Linked DNA regions of Mus musculus: regions 1, 2, 3 and 4 are each linked to region 5. The links are chromatin contacts, called in public HiCAR-type, HiChIP or PLAC-seq and Micro-C maps. All regions are on one chromosome and are shown on one strand. The core of a region is the stretch at or near the end of the contact, and the rest is flanking DNA. Distances in the headings are between cores, read along the strand shown.

Region 1 (2,700 bases), core at 25-2,524, 1.1 Mb after region 5:
GAGGACAGCAGGGGGAGCGAAGGTCACTCGTTCAGTCAACAAAAGGCTCTGATAATGTGTCATACGAGCGTTGGTCATCCATCGGTCAGCGGGCTGTCGGATAATGCTTTCAAGAGCATTGGGTGCCACTACAGTTATTTGCTGTCCCAGAGTGAGCTTATCAGCATCCTTGACAAGCAGAGAAGCGTTCACCTTTGATTTGTTTTCTGACGATTCTCGGAGAGCCAGGGCTCGGGAGCCTGGCTTCCGTCCATCCGTGCACCCAGGGCTTAACCCAAGGTCAGGGATTCTGGACCGAATCTTGCCATACAGTAATGTATGGTTGTTGATCAGAATGGGATCCCGGCCCTTCCTAAAAGACAATGGCTTTAATTTCAAAAATGATGGTTAAGTCAAAGGTGCCCTCTGGAGGCCAGCCGACATCAAATGTCGGCCACTCCGAGGAGGAAAAAGTCTGCCATGGTCCTTTCTTAATCTCAACTGACAAGTTGTGTGCTCTAGCCCTAACTTCAGTCCAATGATTCAAAGTCAAACTCAGAGGAGTCGTCACAGTCTGTCCCATCGTCAAAGTCACAAGTAAGACAAAACAGAGACCTAAAACACACAAAAGCTAACAGATGTCTGTCTCCACCTAAACCGACAAAACCACTCCAGAAATACAGATGGCTGGGAGGGCGTGTTGGTTCCATGACCAAGATCTATAGAGGACGGTAGAGAAATGGTGTCAGACCCAGCCACTTAAGCAGAGGTTCTAAGAGTGTGGTCCGCCGGGTCCTCCAAGCCCTGGAGGGGCTGTAAATGGTGAAAAAGGATCAGATGTGGTCATGGTCATATGAGAGATACCTTGGGCTAGAGATGTACTCAGGGGCAAATCATTTGTGTGGCATGTACAAGGTTCTCAGTTGCTTTCTCAGAACCAGAGAGAGAACACCCTATCTCCAAGTATTACACTGTTCCAGACAGATTTCAGTAAAAAACAATGAATGTGCTCTTTATAGAAGAAATAATCACCTCCCCAGACTCCTATATTATGAATTTTTCCTTATACTTTGTGGGCCAAGAATAGGTCAAGGTGAAAAGGTCAGCTCAGGAACTTTGAGAAGGTCATGAAACACACTCCCCTCCAGAAGGGAGAAGCTAATTAGCATTTCTCAGACCACAGGGCAGGACGTCCTTATTACCTCATTCCCTAAAGACCAATCAGTATAAAGGGTACACTGTTCCACCAATCATATTGTGTCTAGTTGCTGATGTTCTATTCTGTCCCTGGAAACCATATAAAAACTTGCCAAACTGGTGCTGGTGGTCACCACCTCTCCCTCGAGTCTGGGATGACCCCAGTGCACTGGAGCAATAAATTCCTCTTGCTTTTTGCATCGATCCTGGCTCCACGTGGTTCAATCGGGAGATCCCAGGTAAGCTAAGGCTCCCCAGAGTCTTACAAAGGTTATTCTTTGTCCCTAGTTACAAGGAACTTGGGAAATTAGCTCCTTCTAGATGGAAAAAACCTAAGCACAACTGAGGCTTTATTATGAAAGGAAAAGAAGATATTAACAAGAGGAAAGCAAGAAACAAAGCTTGCCCATTCCACTGGTCCTCAGAGGAGGCTGGAACTTTACCCTTGAAAGGAGCATAGAATCTCAGAATGAAAACAGAGCTGACCAAGCCAAGTCAGTCAGTTAACAGGTTCTCCAGGGTAGAAGCAAGGATTAAAAGGGGGAAAAAAGACAATTAGACAGCATTATAACATGACCCCAGCCAGTTCTGAGGCTGAAGCAAGTTTATTTTTTTTTCAGTCTGCTTTTATACCACTTTAAGTACATGCAAAATGATAAGATCAGTTCTGGGTCAAGGAACAAGCAAAGAAATAAACAAAATCAGGTAAACAGCTTTCTAGGGGCTAGTCAGGATTACTAAAACAAAAGCACTGCCACCCCAGCCTTGCTGAGCCCACTCTGAGCTTTGCATTAACTCAAATGTAAATGTTCTTAATTCGGGCCTATTTCCTGAGGCCTGGACCAAAGTCAGATTCCCTTCTTGAGTTTACTTCTTTTGTCCTGACCCGAAGTCAAATTCCCACCAAGTGTCTAGAAGGGGCCCCAAAAACTCTCCACACAGGGCTGTATTATCAGTGGCTCAGCCCAATTGCTGCCTAATGAAGGACTGACATCTACACCTTATTTAACCATGGGTCATCCAGACACTGTCCTACACAGATGAAGTATCAATAGCTGGATTTTGACTATAAGATGCAAGAAAGTAGGACGTGGTACTTCAATAATATGGCTTTCAGAACTGAAGTCAATAGTCAAAAAGCCTATCCTGTTACCATAGGGCCTGTAATCCTAGCTACTCAAGAAGCTGAGGAGAAACATTAAAAGTTCAGAGGCCTACCAGAGCCACAGAATGAGCTCAGTACCAGCATGGGCAACACAAAGAAATGCTGACTCAAACTAAAATTCAGGAAAAAATAAATAAATAAAGCTAGGATGTAGCTAAGAGGTGGAGTACTTCCCTAGCACATGGCAGGCCCCAGTTTAACCCCAAGCACTTGAAGGAAGGCGAGAAAGAGGAGGAAGAGAAGGAGGAGGAAATAAAATCAGTAACAGTCCAGCTAGATCACAAAGGACGTTTACAGAACCAAAGTTAAGAAATGAAACATGAAGAATTCAGTGAGTTCTAGTCACACACTATAAAGAT
Region 2 (2,700 bases), core at 30-2,529, 1.3 Mb after region 5:
AATGTTACGAAGAAAAGAAACAAATACCGAGCTTTTCCAATTCCTCCCACAACAGTTATCCTGCTTGTATCTTTGCTCAAGGACCTACACGTGGTATCTCTGGGAATAGAAGCCAAGTTTAAACTAGAGTGTGGTAGATGCACGTCTTTGTGAAACTAACCAATCTTGAACCATCTTTCATCTTATTTGACATGTACTTTAATTTAAATCGAACCCATTTTAAAACTTTTTTAAATTTTTGTTGTTTTTCAAGACAGGGCTTCTCTGTATAGCTCTAGTTGTCCTGGAACTTACTCTGTAGATCAGGCTAGCCTTGAACTCAGAAATCCACCTGCCTCTGCATCCCAAGTGCTGGGATTAAAGGCATGCGCCACCACTGACCGGCCAAATTGAACCCATTTTATTTCTTGTTCTAATCCTGAAATAAAACTTTCACATGGTCTCTTTTTTTCCCTTCCTTCCTTTCCTTCCTTCCTTTCTTCCTTCCTTCTTTCCTTTCCTGAAACAGGGTTTCTCTGTGCAGTTTTGGCTGTCCTGGAACTTGCTCTACAGACTAGGATGGCTGTCCTGGAACTTGCTCTATAGACTAGGATGGCTGTCCTGGAACTTGCTCTATAGACTAGACTGGCTGTCCTGGAACTTGCTCTATAGACGCTGGCCTGCCTCTGTCTCCTGACTGCTGAGATTTAAAGCGTGCACCACCACCAATGCCCGGCTTCACACGAACTTTTAATTTAAGTTATCAGAGCTTCTTAGCTAGCACTGTGGTCATCAAAGGCTAAACTTGGATCCTATCCAAAACAGCAGCTGGAGGGACATCCCCCGCCCCCAGACCCTAGTCCTCTGCCTGGGCTCTTTCAACGCTGTGTATTGTGACTTGCATAGATCTTTTGGCAGTAATTGTTTTTTTGTTTTTGTTTTACTAGAACTTCAGTCATTATTAAAAATGCCACGGAAGCACAGTGAGGATGCCCTTGACACACATTCTATTTTCTGGGAAAAGATTGCTACTAAAGTAATTGAGCTGGGAAGCTGAGATAAATTGCTCTCTGCGGGTTCCGCAGTGGTTCAAAGTACCGCAGTTGACTGGAATAATCATTCTAAGCAGTTTTCCTTCCTTCCGCCAGTTTGCAAGATAACTACAATCCTAGCACAGCATTCACCGGTTATTTGCAAGCTAGATGTGAGGCAAACACAGCTGGAATGAATCTGAATCCTAACCAAAGGTGCACCCCATTTCCGGAGGAAAATTCTGGAGACTCCCTCAGGGTCCAGCAAGGAAGCATTTATTTGGCGCAGCGCTCCCAGCGCCCGCAGCTGGCTGGAGCCGGTGGTGACATCACGAGCCCGGGCAGGCCACGTGACCCACGGCTTCTCCTCCCCCCTGCCTCCTAGCGTCGCCGCGGTCTTCGAGCCCAGTGTCCCGTCGCAGCGGCCACTCGGAGCTCTCGGTACAGTGCAGAGCCAAGGGTCGGGCGAGCGGTCCGAGGGTCGGGGCGGCCAAGGAGAGGGGCAGGAGCAGCGGACCCAAGACGAAGCGAGCGACGCTCTCACAAACTTCCACGAGCGCCGGAGCTATGAAGATGGTCGCTCCCTGGACTCGGTTCTACTCCCACAGCTGCTGTTTGTGCTGCCATGTCCGCACCGGCACCATCCTGCTGGGCGTCTGGTACCTGGTGAGCGCGCCCTGGCGTCGAGGGAGCCCCCGGGGTCCCCACGCGCGCCGCTCACCCCGCGCCACTAAGTCGCTTCTAGGTCGGCGTCGGTCTGGGGGCCGCCCGCGATCATCCGCCTAAAGTTGTATTATTAGAAAGTTAATTCTCGGGGAGAGCCGGGCTGCAGTGGCGGGGGCATGTGGGGCCGGGCGGGGGGGGGTGGGGCACCGGGCCCTGCGAGGTGCGGGCCGGGCATGTTCACCCCCGGGACGCACCACGGCTACACAGCGTTCGCCCTCGCGAGTTCGCGTCCGAGCAGAAACGGTTGGGAAATTCTTGTTCCTCTCGAGAGGATTTTCCTGCGTACGCCTGTTTAAAGCTCTTACACAGGGAAGGTACCCAAGTGTGCCTGTGTTCCAGTTGGCTTGGAGAAGCCATCTTAACAACCACTCAGGTTCCTGCCCGAGGACAGGTGATCCCTCTGAATAGGCACGGCGGGCAAATTTAGTTTTCTTTAAAAATGGCCTTCAGGTTGGCGCTCACATTTGTGTCAAGAACAAACATGTGATTCTCTGGGGCAGCGAGTTAGCTTGATGGATTCTTGCCCTGTGGCGCTGGCTGCCCTTGGTTGGTGGTTGGCAGCCTTGGACTGAGTCGGATTCCTCAATATTTTGGATTTTGTGACATCATTTTAGAGAGATCCGAGCTACTTGCTGCAGAACAACGAAATGTAGTTGAAAGTGGTAGTTAAGTGGCATATAAAACTTTTTAGTTAGAACATATTCTTAGCTCCCTTTGATAGTTTAAAAAGATATTCAGTATTGAATTGTAAACTGCCTTGTGCCATTTTAAACAATGCATTCCCCTTCCACGTGATGTTACAGTTCTATTTATAGTCTCAAGTTTTCTTTAGTTGGGTCCATTATGGCCGCATAATAGAATTTTTTAGTCTTAAAAGCTTTCCAACAGACCTTTGGTATATGTGGGTTCTGGCTGTTCAGTGTGAATGCAAATTGAACATTAATGTATTGGCTCAGCCCTGACT
Region 3 (2,700 bases), core at 58-2,557, 1.3 Mb before region 5:
CTGTCAGAAATTCGGTTTGATAGAGAACTCACCGAGGGATTTCCCTAACACCAGGTCAACCAGGGCACCTCAAACCTGGAGGCACGACTGGCACAATACAACCTAAAATGGGGCTCCCTCCTTCCTCTGAGCTTTTTGTGGCAACACCAGTGACTGTCACTCCTTTCTCCTCTGGGGGCCTAGCACCGGCTCTTGGGTAGCCTTTCTTATTCCTCTCCTTCTGTGAGACATGCCTTCCGACTCAACACTTCGGCTCTGCCTTCCCTCAGGGTAACTTCTTTGTTTCCCTTTAGGAAACTATCCTCAATTGCGGCCAACTGTGCTCCACTGAAACTCTCTCCTTCCACTCCAAAAGTCACCACCATGCGTTTTCTGGCCCAAGGGACTTTACGGTCCCTTTCCTACAAGCAGCCATTCGGTCTGTCCTGTGCACGTTTCTCACTAGTTTTCTCCCTTTCGGGACAGCCCCGCTTCTAAGGGACAAGCGACTTACAGATGTTACAGATGCACCGGCGCAGGCCTGCTCGCCCGCCCGGTGAGCTGGGGATGCGACCCCACCCAGCTCTGAAGCGGCGGATCGCTCTCCCTACCCCACCGTGGGACGAAGGCCTCTACGCCCTCTCCCGCAGCCAGAGCGGGGATGTGACCCTAGAGCCCAAAGGGGCTCCCCGGCACCGGAGATTCTCGAGCTTTCGGGCCAGCACATGGCCGAGCTGCTCTCTCGCCAGCGCAGGCGCACAAGCGCTCCGGCCCACTCCCTTCATCCCGCGGCTTCGCGTTCCGGGCCGTTACCTTGAGGGCCTCAAGCCCCATGAGACGGGACTTGCGATCTTGGTCCTTGATAATGAGAAAGGGGCGCCCATACTCATCGAAGGCGAGGGTCCCCACGGACGCCATGGTGGACGAACTAGAACGAGCGCTCCTCCAGTAACCAGCGGGGACCACTCGGGAAGAGAGACACACCGCACCTCCCTCTCGCGAGAGGACGCAGAATCCCGCGCATGCGCAGTGCAGACCCCGCGACTTACTTTTCAACAGTGACTTTTTTTACGCCGCAGAGTAGCTTCTGGAATCGGCCGCTGTTGGGAACGTCCGTTTTCCACGAACCGAGGGGGGGGGTGTTCGAAACTTAGAAGGCGACGTCTAGCACACAAATGCTAATACTAGACATAATGTAGTCACTGATTCAAGGATTTAAGTTTTCAAAGTTTTTGAATCCAGAGTTGCAGCGGGGAGCTTATTTCCTTAAGATATTTTTCTTTTCTTTGATTGCCGCCCGGGCTCTAAGACGTTGGTAGATTCCACTTCCGGTCTCCCCGGAACGCGCGATGGAGCGAGTAGGTGAGGTTTGACCGGCCTGGCGGCGGGCGATATAGTTGTCTGTGGCGCGGGCGCTTGTGGGGATCGGGCGCGCGTGGCTGCGGTGCTCTCCGTCCCGCGCCGGTCGTGGCTACCACAGTGCTTGCTGGGGGCTGCTGTCCGCACCTCCGTGCACAAGACTCACTGCTCAGCCCGATCCTAGGTCGGCTGGAATCCACCCTGCGGTGGACGAGCTGCTGCTTGGAAGCTATTGAGCCTGTAGCTTTGTTTTCTTGTCTGCAAAGATAATAATAATAATAATAATAATAACAATAATAACAGCAATAACAACAACAATAATGACAAAATAATAGCAACAAAAACAATAATAATAATAATAATGATAATGCCTACTTCACAAGGTTGCTGGACGTGCCTGGTCGTCAGCACATAGTATTTGTCCTTAACTTCCCAGGTTACACAGATCCTGGGCCTTCCCCGCGCGTGTACTGTAGGTGGAGACAAAGTAGCACCGGCTGGTGCTCAGAGTCTCTTGTTCTCAGCGTTTTGCTGTTAGAAAGATACCCCGTAAGGGTAACTGCACGGTACGTCTGCCAGAAATCACGATTCATTTTATAAGCTCGGATTTATTTGTGACGAGTTTCCAGTCTCTCCACTCGTACCCCACAGAACAGAAACTGTCCCTGCCGTATTGTCTGTTTTTATTAGGTACTCAAAATTAGAGTGCATATAACCTGTATGACAGTAGGCTAGCTTTCAGGTCTGTGCTGTTACATGACACAGATTGACATTATGTCAGGACAAGGTTTTTAAAGTTAACACAAACAAGGTTTCATTGTGACATTTTCATTCATATATATATATGTAATTGTACCTTGCCATTGACCTATAAGCTGTCCTCATTATCCTCTCTCCTCCTGGTCTTCCCTCTCAACACAGCACACACACTTGTATACAACAAGATTCTGCATCTGAGCGAAAACATGATGGTTCTGAGTCATTAGTTTACAGTTGAATAAAGCTCTGTGTGTATGTACACCACACTGTATCCATTCCACTGTTGGTGGACATCAAGCTAGGTTCAAGAAAGACTTCAAGGATGGCACGGCAAGTAAAGGCGCTTGTTGCCAAGCCTGACCGCTTGTGCTAGGTCTCGGTCCCACGTGGTGCAGGAGCGAGCAGATTCCCACGTGGGTCACAGACCGCCTTCCAGTCAGGCGGCTGCTCCGCTCCCACTCTTCTTGCTTGCACGGGCCCAGTGGTTCGATGCTTTTGCCCTCAGTTCAGATTCCTAGTTTCCTTTCCCCTGTATTCCTTCAGATGCTCATACATAGGCTGACACGTCTTTGCCTCAGTTGGTTTCTACAACTCAAAGGCCAG
Region 4 (2,700 bases), core at 47-2,546, 1.3 Mb after region 5:
GGGCCCACAGGAGCATAGGTCTAGAAACCATTTTCTTTGAAGAAATGACACTACCTTGAACTGAGTTTTAATGTAATTACACTTCTCTGTGCACCAGGGATTATATTGTACCAGGACAGTCTTTCTTTCTTTCTTTCTTTCTTTCTTTCTTTCTTTCTTTCTTTCTTTCTTTCTTTCTTTCTTTCTTTCTTTCTTTCTTTCTTTCTTCAAATTACACCGAGCTGAAATACATTGGGAACAAACCACCTGTTATTAGACTTCCTGAAGTCTTATCCAGGTTGAAGAAAATCTTGAAAATTGAAAACCAAATCTGAGTTTTTCTATCTCTTCCTGCAGTTTGCTTCCCTGTACAACACTGCAGTGACCCCCTTAACATAAGGCTCTTTTTATTACTATTATTGTTATTTTCTCCTCTCTCTCTCTCTCTCTCCCTTCCTCCCTCTCCCTCTCCCTCTCCCTCTCCCTCTCTCTCTCTCTCTCTCTCTCTCTCTCTCTCTCTCTCTCTCTCTCTCTCTCTTTCTTTCTTTTTTGAGACAGAGTCCTCTACACAGCCCTGGCTGCCCTGAAATTTACTATGTAGACTAGGCCATCCTGGAACTCACAGGCATCCACCAGCCCCTGCTTCTGGAGTGCTGGGATTAAAGGTGTGAGCCACTGCCCAATACTGATTTCTTTTTTGTTGTTCTTGTTTTGTTTTTCCAAACAAGGTTTCTCTATGTAGACCTGAATGCTGGAACTTACTCTGTAGACCAAGCTGGCCTTGAACTCAAGACATCCACCTCCCTTTGCCTCCCAAGTGCTGGAATCAAAGGTGTGTGTCACTGCCACCTGTGGGACTGTGAAAGGCAGCCTGTTTTCTGGTCAAGCTAGGTTTAAACCCTGGAGACTCAGCAGATAACTGCAAGGGATGGAAAGTGTTTGCCTGCACACTCCTAGACACCAGGCTCCTGACACAAGGCCTCAGCTCTCCATAAGTCAAGTAGGGCAATGCCCCAGCCCCTCCACAGGTAGAGGACATGACCACAGGTCATGTAGCCTCAAGACAGATCTCCACTGTAGTGAGATACCTAAAGGCCTGAAGGGCTTAGCCAATTAAGCTTTCCTTCCCAGACACTCCTCCCTGCAAAAGGTATTTAATCTTAGGCCTGCCCTGAGAAAGTGGGGTGAGGTTTCACTCAACACAACTCTCCGGCATGCCAATAGACGCCTTAAAACTGTGGACTTCCTCTACTCATCGAGACCCACTGTGGGGAACAATGGAGCCGGAAGCCTCTCTGCATTCTCAGCCAATCTCCATCAAGCAAGCTGCTGTCGAACCAAGCACAGGACACTTCTCCCCGAGAGAACCAGGCGGAGCTCTCCTTCTGCCCTTTCCCTTCAGTCCTGGGCTAGAATCGGCTCACGGGCCTCACTTCGTTCTCAGCTCTTCCGAGGCATCCAGCAGCAGCATCTGCGGTGCTGAGGACCCTGAGCCCTAGCCCTGTGGTGGGCCAACCGTGGGACACCACTTGTCGCCCACAGCCACCCAGTCCCTTAGGAAAGATTTATTTTTATTCTGTGTGTATGGATGTCTTGCCTGCGAGTCTCTGTGTGCACTGTGTTGGTGGTACCTGCTCCCCTGTAAGAGCAACAAATTGCTCTAGCCGCTTTAATACTGATTTTCATTGGATCGTTGAAAAGAATTTAGGGTTTAAAATAAGAAGAGTCAACAGCACTGTTTCAGTGTGAAAAATATTGATTACTTTAAAAATAAAAAAGAATCTCAAATTAAGATAGGGAGATAGCCTGCTGGTCTCACCTCAGTTTTACCAGCTTATCAAAGCCTGCTTGAGACAATGACTGTTTCAAAGTATTTGTGACTCGCTCAAGCTTCAGGTAGTGACCAGGTTAACTGCCCCCAAGTGGAGCTTATAGGTTATTACACCTCAGCAGATTTCAACATTCTGGAGCTTTTAATCTTAAGCACATTAATTTTAACAAAACATTTAATTTTCAACAGGAGTTAGACTTATTTTCAGGTTACTTTTATTTTGAAAGTCTTTGGTATGTATGTACATATGTATGTATGTATGTATGTATGTATGTATGTATGTATGTATGCATTGTATTTTTGAGATAGTATCTCAAAAATTGCTGTCTTGAAATTGCTATGTATTTGGATATGACCCTGAACATCTTATCTGGAATTCTACCTCCAGCTCACAGGTTCTGGGATTGTAGCATGTGTCACTACAAGTTATACAATGTGGTGGGTGGAACCCAGCATCTCCTGCATGCCAGGCAAGTCTTCAACCAACTGGACTACACCCCAACCACACAGCCTTGCTGTTCAGGAGTGTAAAATAGTACAGCCACTCTAGAAAATAGTTTAATGAGTTTTATTTAGTTGTTTTAAAAGTTTTTTATTAATTATTTTTTTCTTGTATGTATATGTGTGTATACATGCATGTGTGTGTGTATGTGTGAGTGCAGGTACCCATGGAATCCAGAAGAGGGTATCAGAGTCCTTGGAGCTGGAGTTAAAAGCAGCTGTGAGCAGCCTAATGTGAATACTGGGAACTAAACTCAGGTCCTCCCCAAAAGTATTATGCATTTTTAACTGCTGAACCATCTCTCCAGACTCTTTTTTTTTTTTAACACTAAAACTGTATGAGCAATGACCATAGAATGCAATAATTATAATGGAGACATTTGTTTAGA
Region 5 (2,700 bases), core at 73-2,572:
CTGTCTCTGTCTCTCTGTCTCTGTGTATGTGTGTTTGTGCATGTGTGCGTGTGTGTGTGTGTGTGTGTATGGGTATGTGTTTGTGTGAGAAAATCACAGAGCTTTTTATGGTGTGGCTTGAGGTCTGGAGTAGTATTTACCTACAAAATAGTTATTATGTATTTTTAATTCATCCTACATGATAACAAAATAGTGGCTAATACTGAAATGTCCCTGTCCCTTTATAAATGGACATTACAGAAGAAAATGGGTCCATAATTCATTCAGTTTCTAAATCCAAGAGAACATCGGTGAGCATTAGAAGAGTATGTGCCTGCCTGGTTCTGTAGCACCATACAGCACCGAACTACATGACGCATGCTTTTGCTTTATGTAGGAAATACATACTCATTTTCTTAAAGCCAGAAACTACTTAACCATTCATTCTCTGAAATTCATCTGCTAATATCTAGACTCTCTAATTTTTCATCCTTATCTGTTGCAATTTTACATTTTCCAAAAGTAAAAATATGGAAATCGAACTTAGCTGATGCCTGGGGCAGTGTGTGTGTGTTTGTGTGTGTGTGAGTCAGGAGGCAGGGTACAAACTGTGAGCAGCAGAAATGGTTTGTAAGCCTTTAATGAGTTGTGCTTTGGAGTTGTTGTGTTTTGGGTTTTGTTTTTCTACCTTTTTGAGGGTTGTGGGTTGTGGGTTATAGTTGGGATGGGGGTGGAGGTGGGTCATGGGGGAAAGTTCCAAGGAGAATCTTAACACTAACTTGTTACAATTATTTTTGTCGTTTTTGAATTGCAATCTTCATTATCTGGAGACCTATGGGCACTGTGAATACTTGAAGGGGATGTATAAACTTTCTCATTTTTCTCGACTCTCATCTTTCTATTGACCCAATTTTCACAAGTAAGAAAAGGCTCAATATGCCCATTAAACCTTCATCGAATTTTCTTTAGAAAATTACAGCGAAGAAAAGGAGAAGGAAAGGGAAAGGGAGACAGAAGGGTGGTGGGGAGAGGAGAGGGTGTTGAGAAGGGGAAAGAAGGAGAGAGAAAATGAAAGAGCACTAAGGTTTGCAGAGGCAGGTTCTCAGGACAGCCACAGAGTGGAGCTGCTGGCTCCCACTGGCTCTGGGAGCTGCCAATCCCAGTGTAATCCCGTAAGAATTTCTCCCTGGTTTTATCATGGAGTCCTGGCAACCTCCTTTCCCCCAGTAGCTGGGAGGAACCTTGAGGGCCAGGCTAAGAAGGGAGGGAAGGTAGGGGCGGTTGAAGCGGAGGCTGAGCAGGACCAAGACCAGGACCAGGGAGAGGACACGGAGGGGTGTGGGGTGAGATCGAGGGGGAGGACCCAGGAGGAGGCGGCGCGTAGAAGGAGGGGCGCTGCAGCCAAGCCACCAGTCTAGCTGTAGAGTGCTGTACTCCAGATACTCCTGGAGCTCCAGCCCCTCAGACCGCGCGTCCCCGCCGCCGTTCGCCTTTCGGCATCCTAAACTTGAGCGGCAGCTCGGTTTCAACCCATCGACTGCTTGCTTCAAATCAGACAGCATTGCGACCCAGACACCGGAGTCCGCCGAGTGAAAGCACAACGCTGCCCTGTAGGACCAGACCAAGAAAACAGCCTCGCGAAGCAGCAACTCTGGGTTGGGAGTACAGAAGCCAACAAGTGAGAAGGCGCCGCGTTTCCGGGGCGCAGGGAGAACGCTAGAGCAGGCGCCAGAGAAGACAGCTAGAGCTCGGAATCGGAGCCCAAACCTCTCTCCTGGAGGCGGCTCAGCTTCTTTTTTTTCTAGGCCCTCTTAGGCTTGCTCTGGGCTTCCTTTTATCCGGGTAGGAGCCACATCCCTGGGGAATATGCAGCGCGCGTGGATCCTGCTCACCTTGGGCTTGATGGCCTGTGTGTCCGCAGAGACGGTGAGTGGGCCCAGCCGGGGAAGTGCACTGTTAAGAGTGCCCGGGCAAATAGAAGAGCCAGAGGGTAATTGGGGGATGCTACCTGGGGGATCTGCCAACCCTGAACGTGGGGCTGCCTAGGTTCTACTGAAACAAATGAGCTTGCTTTTCAACCACTTGCCCCTGGGCTCTTCCTTTTCCCTCTTGCACAATTGAGCTGCTACAGGGAGTTACCCAAGCCATGTCTTCAGGGGGTGGGAGCACAAGACTTGGAGGTTAGGGACCCCACAGGTCCTTAAAGTCATTTCCAGCTTTCTGCCTTGGGGGATTTTATGGTGTAGTCTAGGAAGGACAGAGGGCTAAAAGTTGCAGGTTACTAGAGCACCACTGCGGGCCAGGAAAGGATCCAGTAAGCTCTGTGTACTGGACAAACCCCAGGGGTGAGTTGGAAACTTTGGGGAGGATCTGTTCCTCTGCACACATCCCCCTACTCCAGGCTTTGAGCTTGACTGAAGGCAAGTTTAGGGAGATAGGGTCCATATTAAGGAAACCGAGAGTATCAGGAGTGAAAGTTTCTAAAAGTGCATTTGTTTAATGCTCCCTGTGGCTGTGGCAAGGGGCCCACACTAAGTGGAGATGCAGTCGGTGGTCTATTTGGAGGCTCCTGGCTTCATGGAGCTTTTGGGAACAGGCCTGGGCTCTCTGGTTTCTGGGATCTTCCAGGAACGGTCCTTGTGGAGCAAAGCTGTTGGAGAGAGATGGAATTTTTCAAAATGGAAAGATGAGGGTGCTTGTGACATTGCTTTGGCCCTCAGA

Evidence for each region. Hi-C and Micro-C count contacts between places; a contact is called where the count stands out from the background. HiCAR-type assays count read pairs that join an accessible place to other places. HiChIP or PLAC-seq counts read pairs in DNA pulled down with a chosen protein or histone mark.
Region 1: a contact with region 5 is called in an H3K27ac HiChIP or PLAC-seq map of embryonic stem cells, with 5 times the contacts expected there. The contact joins the enhancer-like site here to the promoter of Sdc2 in region 5. A contact is called at or near these places in 3 of 39 promoter capture datasets (cranial neural crest, liver and stem cell-derived epiblast-like cells) and 1 of 115 datasets of contacts at active chromatin or transcription factors (embryonic stem cells).
Region 2: a contact with region 5 is called in a HiCAR-type map of astrocytes, with 5 times the contacts expected there. The contact joins the promoter of Laptm4b here to the promoter of Sdc2 in region 5. A contact is called at or near these places in 3 of 39 promoter capture datasets (cranial neural crest, embryonic stem cells and hippocampal neurons) and 1 of 115 datasets of contacts at active chromatin or transcription factors (astrocytes).
Region 3: a contact with region 5 is called in an H3K27ac HiChIP or PLAC-seq map of embryonic stem cells, with 8 times the contacts expected there. The contact joins the promoter of Atpsckmt here to the promoter of Sdc2 in region 5. A contact is called at or near these places in 2 of 39 promoter capture datasets (the 3T3-L1 cell line and hippocampal neurons), 3 of 484 Hi-C or Micro-C datasets (Sertoli cells, cardiomyocytes and palatal mesenchyme) and 2 of 115 datasets of contacts at active chromatin or transcription factors (astrocytes and embryonic stem cells).
Region 4: a Micro-C map of embryonic stem cells shows a contact between it and region 5, with 3 times the contacts expected there. The contact joins the enhancer-like site here to the promoter of Sdc2 in region 5. A contact is called at or near these places in 1 of 39 promoter capture datasets (hippocampal neurons) and 1 of 484 Hi-C or Micro-C datasets (embryonic stem cells).

What each region holds. Positions count from the first base shown.
Region 1 is chr15:34,052,452-34,055,151 of GRCm38.p6, forward strand. No RefSeq gene overlaps it. Among named protein-coding and RNA genes, the nearest start is that of Gm41290, 16 kb to the left of the region's middle. Within about 2 kb of position 1,275, at least 15 of the 459 cell types and tissues checked have an H3K27ac peak or open chromatin away from gene starts, as enhancers often do. A contact at or near this core is called in embryonic stem cells, where this site is marked.
Region 2 is chr15:34,236,747-34,239,446 of GRCm38.p6, forward strand. It overlaps Laptm4b (lysosomal-associated protein transmembrane 4B), which reads left to right and starts at 1,280. Exons shown (of 7, transcript NM_033521.3): 1 at 1,280-1,676. The coding sequence starts at 1,578.
Region 3 is chr15:31,600,809-31,603,508 of GRCm38.p6, forward strand. It overlaps Atpsckmt (ATP synthase C subunit lysine N-methyltransferase), which reads left to right and starts at 1,308. Exons shown (of 5, transcript NM_026546.3): 1 at 1,308-1,341. The coding sequence starts at 1,329. Cct5 (chaperonin containing Tcp1, subunit 5 (epsilon)) reads right to left here and starts at 1,038. Exons shown (of 11, transcript NM_007637.3): 1 at 793-1,038. The coding sequence starts at 897.
Region 4 is chr15:34,175,760-34,178,459 of GRCm38.p6, forward strand. No RefSeq gene overlaps it. Among named protein-coding and RNA genes, the nearest start is that of Gm38594, 11 kb to the left of the region's middle. Within about 2 kb of position 1,297, at least 16 of the 459 cell types and tissues checked have an H3K27ac peak or open chromatin away from gene starts, as enhancers often do. A contact at or near this core is called in embryonic stem cells, where this site is marked.
Region 5 is chr15:32,919,401-32,922,100 of GRCm38.p6, forward strand. It overlaps Sdc2 (syndecan 2), which reads left to right and starts at 1,323. Exons shown (of 5, transcript NM_008304.2): 1 at 1,323-1,905. The coding sequence starts at 1,846.